Regions from separate parts of the Triticum aestivum genome. Here region 2 is linked to region 1. A link is a contact called in public Hi-C data. All regions are on one chromosome and are shown on one strand. The core of a region is the stretch at or near the end of the contact, and the rest is flanking DNA. Distances in the headings are between cores, read along the strand shown. Region 1 holds the start of LOC100037616 (dehydration-responsive element-binding protein 1H). Region 2 holds the start of LOC100037614 (dehydration-responsive element-binding protein 1A).

Region 1 (6,953 bases), core at 2,663-5,162:
TTTTGGATATATTTTTAATAGCTAATTTCTCAACTTGCTAAAAGAGCATATGCTCCATATTCATGCCGGTTTCTATTTTTTATAAACGGAAATCATAAAGAACTATCATTCTTGTTATGGCCTCACAAAAAACTTATGGTTACGGTTTTCTAGCACGACCTTGGAAGGACCTAATTGGTGAAGAGGATAATAAAACTGGAGATAAAACAAACCGATTCGTCTCAGGATTTTATTATAAACGGTTCTTGTACTTACAGGATGAAATTTGAACCAAAATAAAATTAAGATTTCTAAATTGAATCCTAGCACAATTTAGGTGTAAGGGACAACTCTAGCACGGATCACTTACTGGACATCACCAAATGTTCACCGGCCATGCAACCATATTCATCAAGCGTCCACCCTTTGTCCAATAAAGAGACAAGATGGGGGAGGGAGAGAGGGGGAGAGGGGTTCCAGATTCAGTTTGCGGGGTACGCGGATCTTCGTACTCCTTCAAAGCTCCCTTGATTTGATTCCGGATTGTGCGATTTTAAACATCTGAATTGACATTTGGTGAATAATGTTAAAAGCATCACCTCGTTCAAACAATTTGATAGACCGGCTCAAGAAATGGCACCAAAACCATGGTTGCCCTGGTGGCTTGGCAATTCTGACAAGAACGTAGCAGCTGCACCTTTAGACGGAAGAGGCCATGCGTCAACGACGTGATGGACGCATGCCGAAGAGACATGGAGCAATGGAGACTAGTAGGGGCAAAGTGCATCGAGACCCTCTTCAGGGAAATTACGTGAGAGAGATCTATCTTTAACACACCAGGGAGGGATCCCCCCCAAGCCTCCATGTACTGATCACTTATTATCTTTTTGTAACCTCCCTTCTGCTAAATAAATGAAAAGCCTGTGGAATCTGGATATTTCAAAAAAAAATGATAGGCCGCGTTGGAGTTGCCCTATACATGGATTGCTGGAATACTCAAGACACCATGGCTGTTCATCTACTAATTGGTGCCCCTTTGGCTGGTCATAATGAGCGAATCATAAGAAGCATTGTGCATGCTGTTAGGAAATGTAGCGTCCAATTTCAAAAAAAATCCTACGCTCACGCAAGGTCTATCTAGGAGATGCATAGCAATGAGAGGGGGAGAGTGTGTCTACGTACCCTCGTAGACCGAAAGCGGAAGCGTTTGACAACACGGTTGATATAGTCAAACTTCTTCTCGTTCCGACCGAACAAGTACCGAACGTACAACACCTCCGAGGTCAGCCCACGTTCAGCTCGATGACGTCCCTCAAACTCTTGATCCAGCAGAGTGTCGAGGAAGTAGATGAATTCCGTCAATACGACGGCGTGGTGACGGTGATGGTGAAGTTATCTGTGCAGGGCTTCGCCTAAGCACTATGAACATATGACCGAGGGTGTAATCTGTGGAGGGGGGCGCCGCACACGGCTAACAGATGTTGGTGTGTGTTCTAGGTGCCCCTCCCCACGTATATATAGGTGGGAGGGGGAGGGAACAACCTTGGGGTGCCCCAAGTAGGAGGAATCCTACTTGGGGGCCTAGTCCAATTCGGCCCCCTTACCATATTTTCTAGAGGGGCGAGGAAGGAGGAGAGATGAGGGAAGGCCCCTTCCTTCTCTCTTCCCTCTCTTTCCTTCCTCCTCTGGTTCGCCCATATGGGGGGCGCAGCAGCCCTTGCTGGCTGCTACGTTTCCCCTCTTGGCCCATTAGGCCCAAATCTTTGCCGGGGGGGGGGGGGTGCCCGGAACCCCTTCAGTGACCCGATATGTACCTGGTACCCTCCAAAACACTTCCGGTGCCCGAGTACTATCGTCCTACATATCAGTATTTACCTCTCGACCATTTTGAGATTCCTCTTCATGTCCGTGATCTCATCTGGGACTCCGAACAACATTCGGTCACCAAATCACATAATTCATATAATACAAAATCGTCATCGAACGTTAAACGTGCGGACCCTACGGGATCGAGAACTATGTAGACATGATCGAGACACCTCTCCGGTCAATAGCCAATAGTGGAACCTGGATGCTCATATTGGCTCATAGATATTCTCCGAAGATCTTTATCGGTCGAACCGTTATGACAACATACGTTATTCCCTTTCTCAGCGGTATGTTACTTGCCCGAGATTTGATCGTCGGTATCTTCATATCTAGTTCAATCTTGTTACCGGCAAGTCTCTTTACTCGATCTGTAATGCATCATCCTGCAACTAACTCATTAGTCACTTTGCTTGCAAGGCTTCTTATGATGTGCATTACTAAGAGGGCCCAGAGATACCTCTCCGATACTCGGAGTGACAAATCCTAATCTTGATCTATGCCAACCCAACAAACATCTTCGGAGATACCTGTCGAGCATCTTTATAATCACCCAGTTACGTTGTGACGTTTGATAGCACACAAGGCATTTCTCCGGTATCCAGGAGTTGCATAATCTCATAGTCACAGGAATATATATTTGACATGAAGAAAGCAATAGCAATAAAACTGAACGATCATTATGCTAAGCTAACGGATGGGTCTTGTCCATCACATCGTTCTATAATGATGTGATCCCGTTCATCAAATGACAACACATGTCTATGGTTAGGAAACTTAACCATCTTTGATTAACGAGCTAGTCTACTAGAGGCTTACTAGGGACACGGTGTTTTGTCTATGTATCCACACATGTATTATGTTTCCGGTTAATACAATTCTAGCATGAATAATAAACATTTATCATGAATAAGGAAATATAAAATAACAACTTTATTATTGCCTCTACGTCTAAGAGGCAGGGGTTCGAGCTCGACCGCCGGCCTCGCCTCCCACGTCCGGCCGGTGCTCCTGCAGCTATCGCCTCCCCGCCCCAGCCGCTGCGAGCTCCCCTGCCTGCTATGTGTTTGACAAAATGCCGGGCGAACATGTAAAAAATGGTTATGACTGCCGTTGGGCACACCGGCTGACCCAAATGGAAAAGCAGACAAACATGTCCGCGCCGCCGACCCAAACAGACGAAAAGCGGACAAAGCGTGCGTCCATTTGAGTCGGCGTGTTGGATTTGCTCTTATGGTACTATACATTACGTAGGTAATATCATACAATACGGACGAGGATTTTTAGCACTCGGGTGCTCCGCACCCTATACGAACAATTCATTCAAAAAACAATACCGAGAAATTTGAAAAAAAAATCTAAGATTTTGGGATATCAAACGTGGGTTCCCGATCTACTCCCGTGTGAAATTTCATGAAAAATACAGGAAACATATTCGTGGCAAAAAAGACAAAAAATTTCTATGTATAGAAAAAAATGTTTGCGTAGATTTTTGTTCGGACACTATTTCCTTCGTCACGGATACGTTTTTGACAAATTTTTCACGAGATTTCACATGGAAAGATTGGGAACCCAGGTTTGATATCCCTAAATTTCAGTTTTTTAGGTATTTTTTACGATTAATTTTTGTATAGGGGCGTGGAGCACCCAGGAGCTCCTGCGTATTTTCTCATAAACTGTACACCATAGTGGGCAGCCTTTCTGCCTTCGGCCTCCGTAGACCTGGGGAACCAGACGACCCCATTCAGCAGTGATTGCTGTCTTCTCTTTGCGGCCGATCAGCCCGCGGACCAATCAGGCAAGGCAATCACCGCTGCATCAACACTGTTAAGCCAGCAGGAAGTTGCCTGTTTTTGTTTAACACACTGCAAAGCCAAAAGCCCCCACACGCCCACCAGAAGAAAAGTCACACGACGCTATCACCCCACGGTCCCTTTGTCACCAGCTGTCCGGACACCGCATCCCTACCGCCGTCCCAAGCGCGTTGATACACTTCAACCTCCAGCATCACGCATACCTATATATAAGTCTCCCACACTCTCGCTCAAACTCAACAAGCATCTCACACTCCTCAGCCTCAGTAAGCTCAAGCACCAAGCTCGACTGCTCAAGCAGGAATCCACCAGTCAATCACCGAGCACTCAGCCGGTAGCCATGGACATGGGCCTTGAGGTCTCGAGCTCCTCCCCGTCCTCCTCGTCGGTGTCGTCCTCGCCCGAGCACGCGGCGGGGCGGGCGTCGCTGGCCAAGCGCCCCGCGGGGCGCACCAAGTTCCGGGAGACGCGGCACCCGGTGTACCGCGGCGTGCGGCGCCGGGGCAACGCCGAACGTTGGGTCTGCGAGGTGCGCGTCCCCGGCAAGCGCGGCGCGAGGCTCTGGCTCGGGACGTACGACACGGCTGAGCTCGCAGCGCGCGCGAACGACGCCGCCATGCTTGCCCTGGGCGGCCGCTCCGCCGCGTGCCTCAACTTCGCGGACTCCGCGTGGTTGCTCGCCGTGCCGTCCGCACTCTCCGACCTCGGCGACGTCCGGCGCGCGGCGGTCGAGGCCGTGGCGAACTTGCAGCGACGAAAGGCTGGCAACGGCTCCCTCACCGCCACCGTCACCGAAGAGGCCTCCTGTGACGCTCCTGAAGAATCGTCGTCTGAGTCTGACAGTGCCGGTTCGTCGGAGACGTCGGAACCTTCAGCCGATAGAGAGTTCGAGGTGCCGGTCGCAGTGGACACCGATATGTTCGGGCTTGACTTGTTCCCGGAAATGGACCTGTGCTCGTACTACGCGAGCCTCGCGGAGGCACTGCTCGTGGACCCGCCGGCACGGGTGACCACCACCGACACGTACTGGGACAACGGCGACGGCGGAGCCGATGTCGCGCTCTGGAGCTAGCTAGTGTCGATAATTCCCAGTTGGCAGCTGATTCTGCTTTTGTTTTGACTCTAGGTATTTTTCCCGTGTTACAAAGTTTTCCATTTTTTTACGAAAAGGCTATGTGCGTAGCTAATAAATTGAAGCTGCTCCTAATTCAGCACTCAACTGTTAAACGATTTTAGCCGTATAAAATCTTTTACCACCTGAGGGCATGTACAATGGTTGATAAAATAGTCTTATCTTAAGTCTTGCATTTAATTTAGAGATGATAAAAAAATATATCTACAATGGGACATTTCTTAGTCTTATCTTCAATAACTAGCTATTTCTTAAAACATGGTGAGACATATTGTGTTAAGAGATCACCTCTTGTCTTCTCTTAATAATAGAAGACAAACCTTTTCTTACTAGTTCTCTCTTCTCCACCTCATCATTTATCCTACGTGTCACTCCTAAGATGGCACCATTGTACATGCTCTGATCGGTCACTATTCCTACGCCGGTCCTTGTCTTCCTGAAATGTCCAAGCAGTTCCAAACAATAAAAAGGAACACAAAAACGACAACTCACAGGGAAAATACACAGGAGCTCTTGGGTGCTCCACACCCCTATACGAAAATTAATCGTAAAAAGTATCAAAAAAAATCTGAATTTTGGGATACCAAACTTGGGTCCCTGATCTACTCCCGTGTGAAATTTCGTACAATAAATACTAGAAAAACGTATCCGTGGCGAAGGAAATACTGTCCGAACAAAAAAAACATCCAAACAGTGTTTTTCTGTACATAGGAAAAAAAATCATGAATACATTTTTTGGTATTTTTTCACGAAATTTCACACGGGGATAGATCGGGAACGCATATTTGATATCCCAAAATTCTAAAAAAAATTTCAAGTTTCTCGGTATTCTTTTGAACGAAATGTTCGTATGGGGGTGCAGAGCACCCGAGAGCTCCAAATCCTCGTCCCAACTCACAACAGATACTTTGTTAATTGAGATGGGTGCAAAGGATTCCAGATAAAATGGGAAAGAGGGAGGTAACTTTCACAAGGGATTAGTCGATGCCGGTCTATGTTAAACATGAGCCACCGCTGTCGCCATACCAAAGTTGTCATCATCTTGTTGATGATAACCGGAAAGTCTTTGTGTACATGCCCTAAGAAAGGACGTCTTATCTACTTCGTACATGAAATGTGCTCGCAAAATCATATGGAAGGACGTCTTCCAACACAAACATTACATGCAACACAAAAAGAGCATGAACAAGGGAATAACCTAATGCCACTGTCTAACATTCTTGTCATATCATTCCTTGAGCCAGAATCAAACCAATCACTCGAACATAGGCTAATCCATGAATAGAGATAACGAAACAAAGGTGAATGTTTTGCTAAGTCCACATCATGTTCAAACTTACAAACACGTAGCAATCAAGCAAGATGGAGGTGGCGGTGATGGCCGTTGCGCACGGTCTAGGGCCTGCGTCAAACGACGGTGTGGCACCTTCTTCTCTTCCATGTTGCTTCGGTGTTATGGTGATGGTCTTGAGGATGATGCTCTTTTTTGTCCTTCGTGGAGTGATGCGTGCAACCCCTGCCCTTGGACGGCTTGGGCCGAATCACGGTCACCTCCCTCTTGAAATCTCATGTATATATGAGAACGGACGTCCTGGACGCAACGGCATCTGGACGCAATTATCCAGCCACACATCGGGGCGAGGTGATGCGCGCATTAAAAACGATAGAAGTGACAAAGGCAGCATACATCATTATGTCCAGATGAATGTGGTGGACAAGTTGGCTCGGTAGGCTCGGCCCGTGCGGTGCATGTCTGACACAAGGACAGCGGGTCAGGGGGACCTTTTTTACCATGCGGGCTCGGCACGTGTGGTGCATCCGCTGACACAAGGACAATAGGTCAGGTAGGACAGCAGGTAAGAAAACGTAAAGCGTTTGGGCAGGAGGAGCTTGCCCCGGCCCCCCATGTCCGCCGTATGTAGCCATGGCGATACCGGAGCGAGGACACTGGCGTTGGCCGAGCGGTGAGTGAAACTCTGCGCGTCTTTTGTTCCTGCCGGTTGCGAGCGCCGGTCCATGCTTTCTCCTTTCTCCAACTTCTCCCGTCCTTAATTTTGCAGATCAGGAGCCGCGGCGTCCATTATGGAAGGGGGCGGCGGGATAGCATACACGGGGGCGACGGTGTCTGCCAGAGGCATGAAGTTCCGGGCATAGGGAGGACG
Region 2 (6,989 bases), core at 24-2,523, 280 kb before region 1:
GAGCTGCGCGCAGGCTGGGAGGAGCCAACGCTGGCGTCCTCGCTGCGTCGGTGGGGGAGAGGCGAAGGGGCCGATCCGGAACTGCCCCGCATGTCCATCTTGGACCTCTCGAGGGCAATGCGAAGGGCGAGCTCCTCGTCTATGTCGATGTCGAAGTCAAAGCGGCTGTCGATGCTCAACATGGTCGCCGGAGCTGTCGGATGGATCGAATCGAAGAAATCTGAGGGGAGAAGAAGAGACGGAGCGAGAGCGGAGTGAGCTAGGGTTTCCGAATTAGGGATATTTACGGCGCCGGAGTAGGAGCGAGGTGGGCTGGGCTGATGTGGCGAGCGCGCCCGGGCATCCGCATACCTGTCCTGTAGTTGGATTGGATATGAGGGGTCCGGACAGTCCGGGTGTTTGAGACTCGTTTGAGGCGTCGGTCTGGGTCATATTTTTGTGACCGGTCAATGACCATACGTGCCACCCGGACGTCTGAGGCTGATTTAGAGGGCTCGGCTGTAGATGCTCTAAGACCATACATAAATTACCCCTTTCTCCAAGAAAAGGACTGCAGGCGAGGTGAAAAAAACGTTTAAACTGGAGTACAAAAGACAACACCGGCGATAGGGGCTCCGTGGTTTGCGTCTGCTCATCCACGTCAGAAATGACAATTGAAGTCGGTCACCACAACCCCCACCCCACGTGCGTCACCTAGGAGCAAGAACTCCGCTTCCACTCTTGGTCTCCAACATCGAATGCGAATTCTGATTTTTGGTCCGCAGCCCCGATGGCGAAGAGATGATGAGCTTCGACGTTAAGAATTGGACGTCAAACAGCACTGACCATCTAGACCCCATCCAAAAAGGAATCGTACCACACTGGCACCAGATACCCTCGGCTAAACCAAAACCCGAATTTGCAAACTGCGGCTCAAAAAAAAAACCATTAACAACGACGAGGAGGTAAAGTAAAACGGCCGCAGGACAGGGCGCAAGGCCGCAAGTGAGCAGGAGCTAGGCGGAAAACGATAACAGGGGCGAAGCGAAAGCAGGAAGGTAGTACTGGTCGAAGCTGTATTATAATAACAAAGAAAAGAAATCTTGGGGTCACTCTCGAAGTCTCTCACTTTGCCCCCCACTTGCGTGCGCCTTCGTACGGTGCATCCCCCCTTCGCCGGCCGTATCCAGCCTGTGTCCTCTGTCCTCTCCTCTCAGCCGCTGGCTCACTCGCCGCGCTTTGCCCCCTGCCTCCCGCCGCGAGCCACCGCCACCTATAAGTACGCGCTCCCGAAACCACCCCGCTCAAATTTCTCATCGCAGACCAAAACCACTTCACACTCGATCAACCCAAGAGCACCCAGGACCTCCAAGCCGGCCAAGGAACAGAGCATCGAAGGAAGAAGAAGATGTGTCCGATCAAGAAGGAGATGAGCGGGGAGTCCGGCTCGCCGTGCAGCGGGGAGAACTTCTACTCGCCCTCCACGTCGCGGGAGCATCAGCAGGCGAAGCAGGCGGCGTGGACGTCGGCGCCGGCGAAGCGGCCGGCGGGGCGGACCAAGTTCAGGGAGACGCGGCACCCGGTATACCGCGGCGTGCGGCGCAGGGGCAATGCCGGGCGGTGGGTGTGCGAGGTGCGCGTGCCCGGCAGGCGCGGGAGCAGGCTCTGGCTCGGCACCTTCGACACCGCCGAGGCCGCCGCGCGCGCCAACGACGCCGCCATGATCGCGCTCTCCGCCGGGGGCGCGGGCTGCCTCAACTTCGCCGACTCCGCCGAGCTGCTCGCCGTGCCGGCGGCCTCCTCGTACCGCAGCCTCGACGAGGTCCGCCACGCCGTCGTGGAGGCCGTCGAGGACTTCCTGCGGCGGGAGGCGATCGCCGAGGAGGACGCGCTCTCGGGCACCTCGTCGTCCGCGCCCTCCTCCCTCACCGACGACGAGTCGTCCTCTTCCCCGCCCGAGGACTCGCCGTTCGAGCTGGATGTCCTGAGCGACATGGGCTGGGACCTGTACTACGCGAGCCTGGCGCAGGCGATGCTGATGGCGCCGCCTTCTTCCATGGCCGCGGCGCTCGGCGATTACGGCGAGGTCGATGTGCCACTCTGGAGCTACCAGAGCTAGCTAGCTAGTTCGCGCCAGTTCGAATATTTTACCTTTCTTTTCTGTCCGTCGTCTTGGCTTCCGATCGATGCCAAAAATTTGGTGCCGCTGTAGGGTCACTGCTTGCAGTTTCTGGTAATGTGATGGTGCGAATTGGGGAAACAGAGCATGGCTTATTGGTTTTTGACTCTTGACTTTCCACAATCAGCGATTTCACGCTGTATAGAACACAGCCTGAGCACCGGGGAATCTTTGGGCATCAGCTCAACTAACGTGAAAAAAAAACCCTGAAAACTGCGTATGGCTTTGGTCGAGAAATGCTTTGGCCAATCGGCGGCGCACGTGACAATCCTTGCCCCCACCAAAATTCTGTGAGCCGTTGGATGGGTATGTGACGGTGTAGATCAAACTCCATCGTTAGTGCCGCAAACGGGGAACTGTTTTTGTACCCAGCAATGCTACCCACCCCGCAAAAAATGAGTTGGCAGTTTGTATTATAATACTAAGGGCATGTACAATGGTTCTATCTTAAACGTGTCTTCTCTTATCTAAGAGAAGCTTTCCTGCTTGGAAATAGGGGCCCCTCTGTGTCTGTATGAATCTTTGACCGCACAAAATCCCCATAGCCATTTTTTCAAATTGGATTCTGAAATCAGAGGCAGCTTTTGGTACTAATCAAACAATCCAAGAACTTCCATAACATTGGCGTGATTCAGTTTGAGCAACAGATCGTGACGTAATACATCTTCGTAATGAAAATGGAGTGAAAACATCATGGCTTCTCCGCTTTTTGAGAATGAGCACTGTGAACTATCCGCTTCAAAAAGGATAGTTGATCGAACCGAAACCAACGTCAAGTACGAGTTATTAAGCTCCGAATCAAAAAAGTGTACTTCCTTTACGCTTGATGTAGGATTTACCTATTAATATGAAGTTCACTCTTTTGCTAACTTGAGTCCAGAAGGGAAGCGACTGATTTCCAATTCTTCTTTGCTAGCGATCGACTCCCGTGGAATTCCATTAACAAGCTTAAAAGAATGCCTTTTATTTGGTTTTTGAGATACAAGTTATTTATAGGTTAAGTTTGATATTTCACTCCGTGGGCCGGCTAATTAATTTAAGTAATTCCTGGAGGGGAATCAATCGAAGAGATTGCCTGCCCATGCTACAATTCCTTACTCAAGTCAGATACTAAGCCTTCTACTACTACTACTTAGGAGATCAAATGCTATATTTCAGAGATTGAACTCTCTTACTGTGTTTTTCCAGGGTTGTTCCCGAGCCAGGTTCCCTGGATCCATTCTTACCTAAATGGATGAATGAAGAAGGGGTATTCCTAGGCACTAGTTATTTTCTTATGTGTGGACTTCGACCTTACAAAGTATGAGTCCATGCCTTCCTAAGTTGGTCCTGAATTTCCAATGAAGTTTTGATTTTATCGAGGGACGTAGCAAACAACAGATGATCTCTTAGCACAATTTGTCTCACCGTGTTTTTAGGAACAACTAATTATCGAAGAGAAAGCTAAGTGATGACTTATTGTAGACATGTCTTTTTGTCATCTCTATTTTACATGTAAAACTTAAGATAAGACTAACTTATTAACCATTGTACACACCTAAGTGTCATGCAAATTGGTACTGTATTACTACTACTCCTTTTCTGCTGTAGTAGTAAAAGTACTGCTAGCTCGCTTTGACATATTTATTAGTACTGTACACCGAAGCCTCTACGCTGCCTGAAGAAGTGCGTCGAGTCGTTCTGTTTTGGCCACATCCGTTCTCATCAGCCTTCAACCCTTCATGAATCATGACTTCCATTTCGAGCTTGTAGGAGAAATAAACCAGGTCAAAGTCAAAAGCGCCTTCGAGTTGTTCGCTGGTGACTTGGTGAGCCTGAGGGCGGTGCTGACTCGCTGGTAACTAAATCACTTGCTGACCATTATTACTTCTCCCATCTGCTAAATTCACCCCAGGCGACGGATTCACAGTCAAACCTGTATGGTAGTAGCAGTACTAAGACGGACGGTAAAAACCTCACTCGCTTTGACATATTTATCATTACGTAAACCATTTCCACACGCAGTTGTGTGTGGTGTAGATCTCTCCAAAAGTCCAGGAGGGGCTCGAATTGAATACTGATGCTGCAAGCTCCGCGGTGAAGAAGCAACATGAGGGAGGGCTGGCTGTAGCTGTACACAGCCGTGAAACAACGCTGCAGCAGAGAGAGGAGAGGAGGAAGCTGTGTGACCGTGACTGCCGCGGCACCACACACGCACCCGACCCCAGAGGCAAAAACAAACAGCGGCCGCGAATAAATAAACAGGCGATCCGTCCGTCCGTCCGATTCTAGTATCACTTTTGTATTCCAGCCCCCAAGATATTTGCGGCTCTGCTGCTCCGTGCGTGTGCGTGGCCGCGTCGCTCTCGCGTGCGGGCGTCACCGTGGAACCGGGCCGTGTGGGCGCGCGTGACCATCCTTATCCCCGGAAGATAATGGGCCGGTGACGAGTATATTCTCGTCGTATCCGCATGGCGGGCTGGGTGTGCGGCAAAGGAAACGGCTGGCACGCTGCGGTGGTCACTGGTTTTGCGTAACCAGGGGCATGGATGGCAGGATGGGGGTTTAGAGCATCTCCAGCCGCGCTCCCAACAAAGACACTCAGGTGATTTTTCGGTCGCCGGCGCCAAAAAATTGGCCTAGTCGCGTTTCGAAGGGCCCAATTTTCGCTGCCTCGGGCCGAAATTGGCGCCGGCGGACCCAACCCGAACCCGACGCGCTGGGGGCGTTCGGGGACGCCGGGTGAATCGTTTTTGACGCGAAGAGTCGCGGGCCCCCTTTGCCAGCGACTCAACTCTCTTCTCTTCTCGTTTCCCGCGACGAATCAATGCCAAAGCTGCGCGCGCTGCCGCGCCGGTCAGCCTCCATTGATGCCTCACGGGCGGCGCAGTGAAGGCCGGGCGACGCGCGTCCCCTCGCCCGCCACGCCTCCCGCCACGCGTAACGCGTCGGCCAAGCCTACCACGCGGCGCCTCCGCCTATATAAGCCGACAACCAGCGCGCCGGAGACACGCACAGATACTCCACCGCCGACGCGCCCATTTCTCCTCCTTCCTCCTCTCACCGTCTCTAGTTCAGAAGAATGGCCGAGCGTTTCCCAGGCGACGGCGCGGCGGCGAATGGCTTCGGGCGCCGCCATCTTCACGAGGACGAGGCTCGCCTCCTTCTCGAGGCCGAGTACTCGGCCCCGCCGGACATGCGGGTGCCCGGGGCGTGGAGGATCAGCGCCGGCGGGGTGCCGGTGCCACCACCACCCACCGGGGCATCACGGCGTGCGGAGATCGCACGTATCCGCGCGTCCCTGCCGCGAGCGGTGAGGGAAGGTGTCGGTGTCAAAACCGGCGGATCTCGGGTAGGGGGTCCCGAACTGTGCGTCTAGGCGGATGGTAACAGGAGACAAGGGACACGATGTTTTACCCAGGTTCGGGCCCTCTTGATGGAGGTAAAACCCTACGTCCTGCTTGATTGATATTGATGATGTGGGTATTACAAGAGTAGATCTACCACGAGATCAAGGAGGCTAAACCCTAGAAGCTAGCCTATGGTATCATTGTTGTTATTGTTGTTGTCCTACGGACTAAAACCATCCGGTTTATATAGACACCGGAGAGGGCTAGGGTTACACAGAGTTGGTTACAATGGTAGGAGATCTACATATCCGTATCGCCAAGCTTGCCTTCCACGCCAAGGAAAGTCCCATCCGGACACGGGACGAAGTCTTCAATCTTGTATCTTCATAGTCTTGGAGTCCGGCCGATGATGATAGTTCGGCTATCCGGACACCCCCTAGTCCAGGACTCCCTCAGTAGCCCCTGAACCAGGCTTCAATGACGATGAGTCCGGCGCGCATATTGTCTTCGGCATTGCAAGGCAGGTTCCTTCTACAAATAGTTTGTAGAAGATTGTGAACACCAGGATAGTGTCCGGCTCTGCAAAATAAATTCCACATTCCATCGTAGAGAGAATAATATTTACACAAGTTCAATCTGCTGACGTATTTCGTGGCATGGCGTCACACCACAACCAAGCCTTTACTTGAATCATTTTTATTATACCGCCTCAGCGCGTTTAGCGAAGCGGTTTCCTTGGCACGTCTTATCGAAGCAGAGATCGTGTTCCCCTTATTCCGGGATTCTCATCAATACGGGCGTGGGTAACCCAACCGCGCCCGTTGCCACGCCCCCTCCATCGAGGGCGAGTTCTATACGGTCACGGAGACGACTCTTGGTATTCTCCCCCTTTATAATGAGACCAAGGCCCGTTCCTTTTCTTCAATCCTCAATCGAACCCGCCCCTCGCCCCGAGTTCCAACACCCAGGGCTCCAGACTCGGGCACTTCGGACCTTCGACAATGTCCGGCTCCGACCTTCAGGGCCGGTGGATGCCCTCCTCTGTCACGGAAGAGGACATGCTAAAGCTTAGGGACGCCAGGTACTTAACCTACGAGATTTCGCATAGGTTGCATGCCCAAGGGCAAGTCATTCCTACCCTGGAGCCCGGCGAGAGCGTCGTGTTCGTGCCTCACCTCCGTCGGGGGTTAGGCTTCCCGATGGATCCCTTCGTTCGGGGGCTCCTGTTTTACTACAGGCTGGAATTTCACGACCTGGCTCCGGAGTCTATCCTCCATATCTCATCATTTATTGTCGTCTGCGAAGCCTTCCTCTGCACTACCCCTCACTTTGGTTTGTGGCTCAAAACCTTCAATGTGGAGCCGAAGATGATTGAGGGGCGTCAGGCAGAGTGCGGAGGGGCAGTTATAATCAAGAGGGTCGATGCTCCATGGCCCGAGGGCTCTTTTCAGGAGGAGCTCGGTTTGTGGCAACAGGAGTGGTTCTATATCACCGCTCCCAGG

What was found. Hi-C and Micro-C count contacts between places; a contact is called where the count stands out from the background.
Region 2: a Hi-C map of leaf shows a contact between it and region 1, with 4 times the contacts expected there. The contact joins the promoter of LOC100037614 here to the promoter of LOC100037616 in region 1. A contact is called at or near these places in 2 of 5 Hi-C or Micro-C datasets (both in leaf).

Annotation. Positions count from the first base shown.
Region 1 is chr5B:497,030,254-497,037,206 of IWGSC CS RefSeq v2.1, reverse strand. It overlaps LOC100037616 (dehydration-responsive element-binding protein 1H), which reads left to right and starts at 3,912. Exons shown (of 1, transcript XM_044537553.1): 1 at 3,912-4,966. The coding sequence starts at 4,000. The coding sequence ends at 4,731.
Region 2 is chr5B:497,307,723-497,314,711 of IWGSC CS RefSeq v2.1, reverse strand. It overlaps LOC100037614 (dehydration-responsive element-binding protein 1A), which reads left to right and starts at 1,273. Exons shown (of 1, transcript XM_044537556.1): 1 at 1,273-2,266. The coding sequence starts at 1,388. The coding sequence ends at 2,098.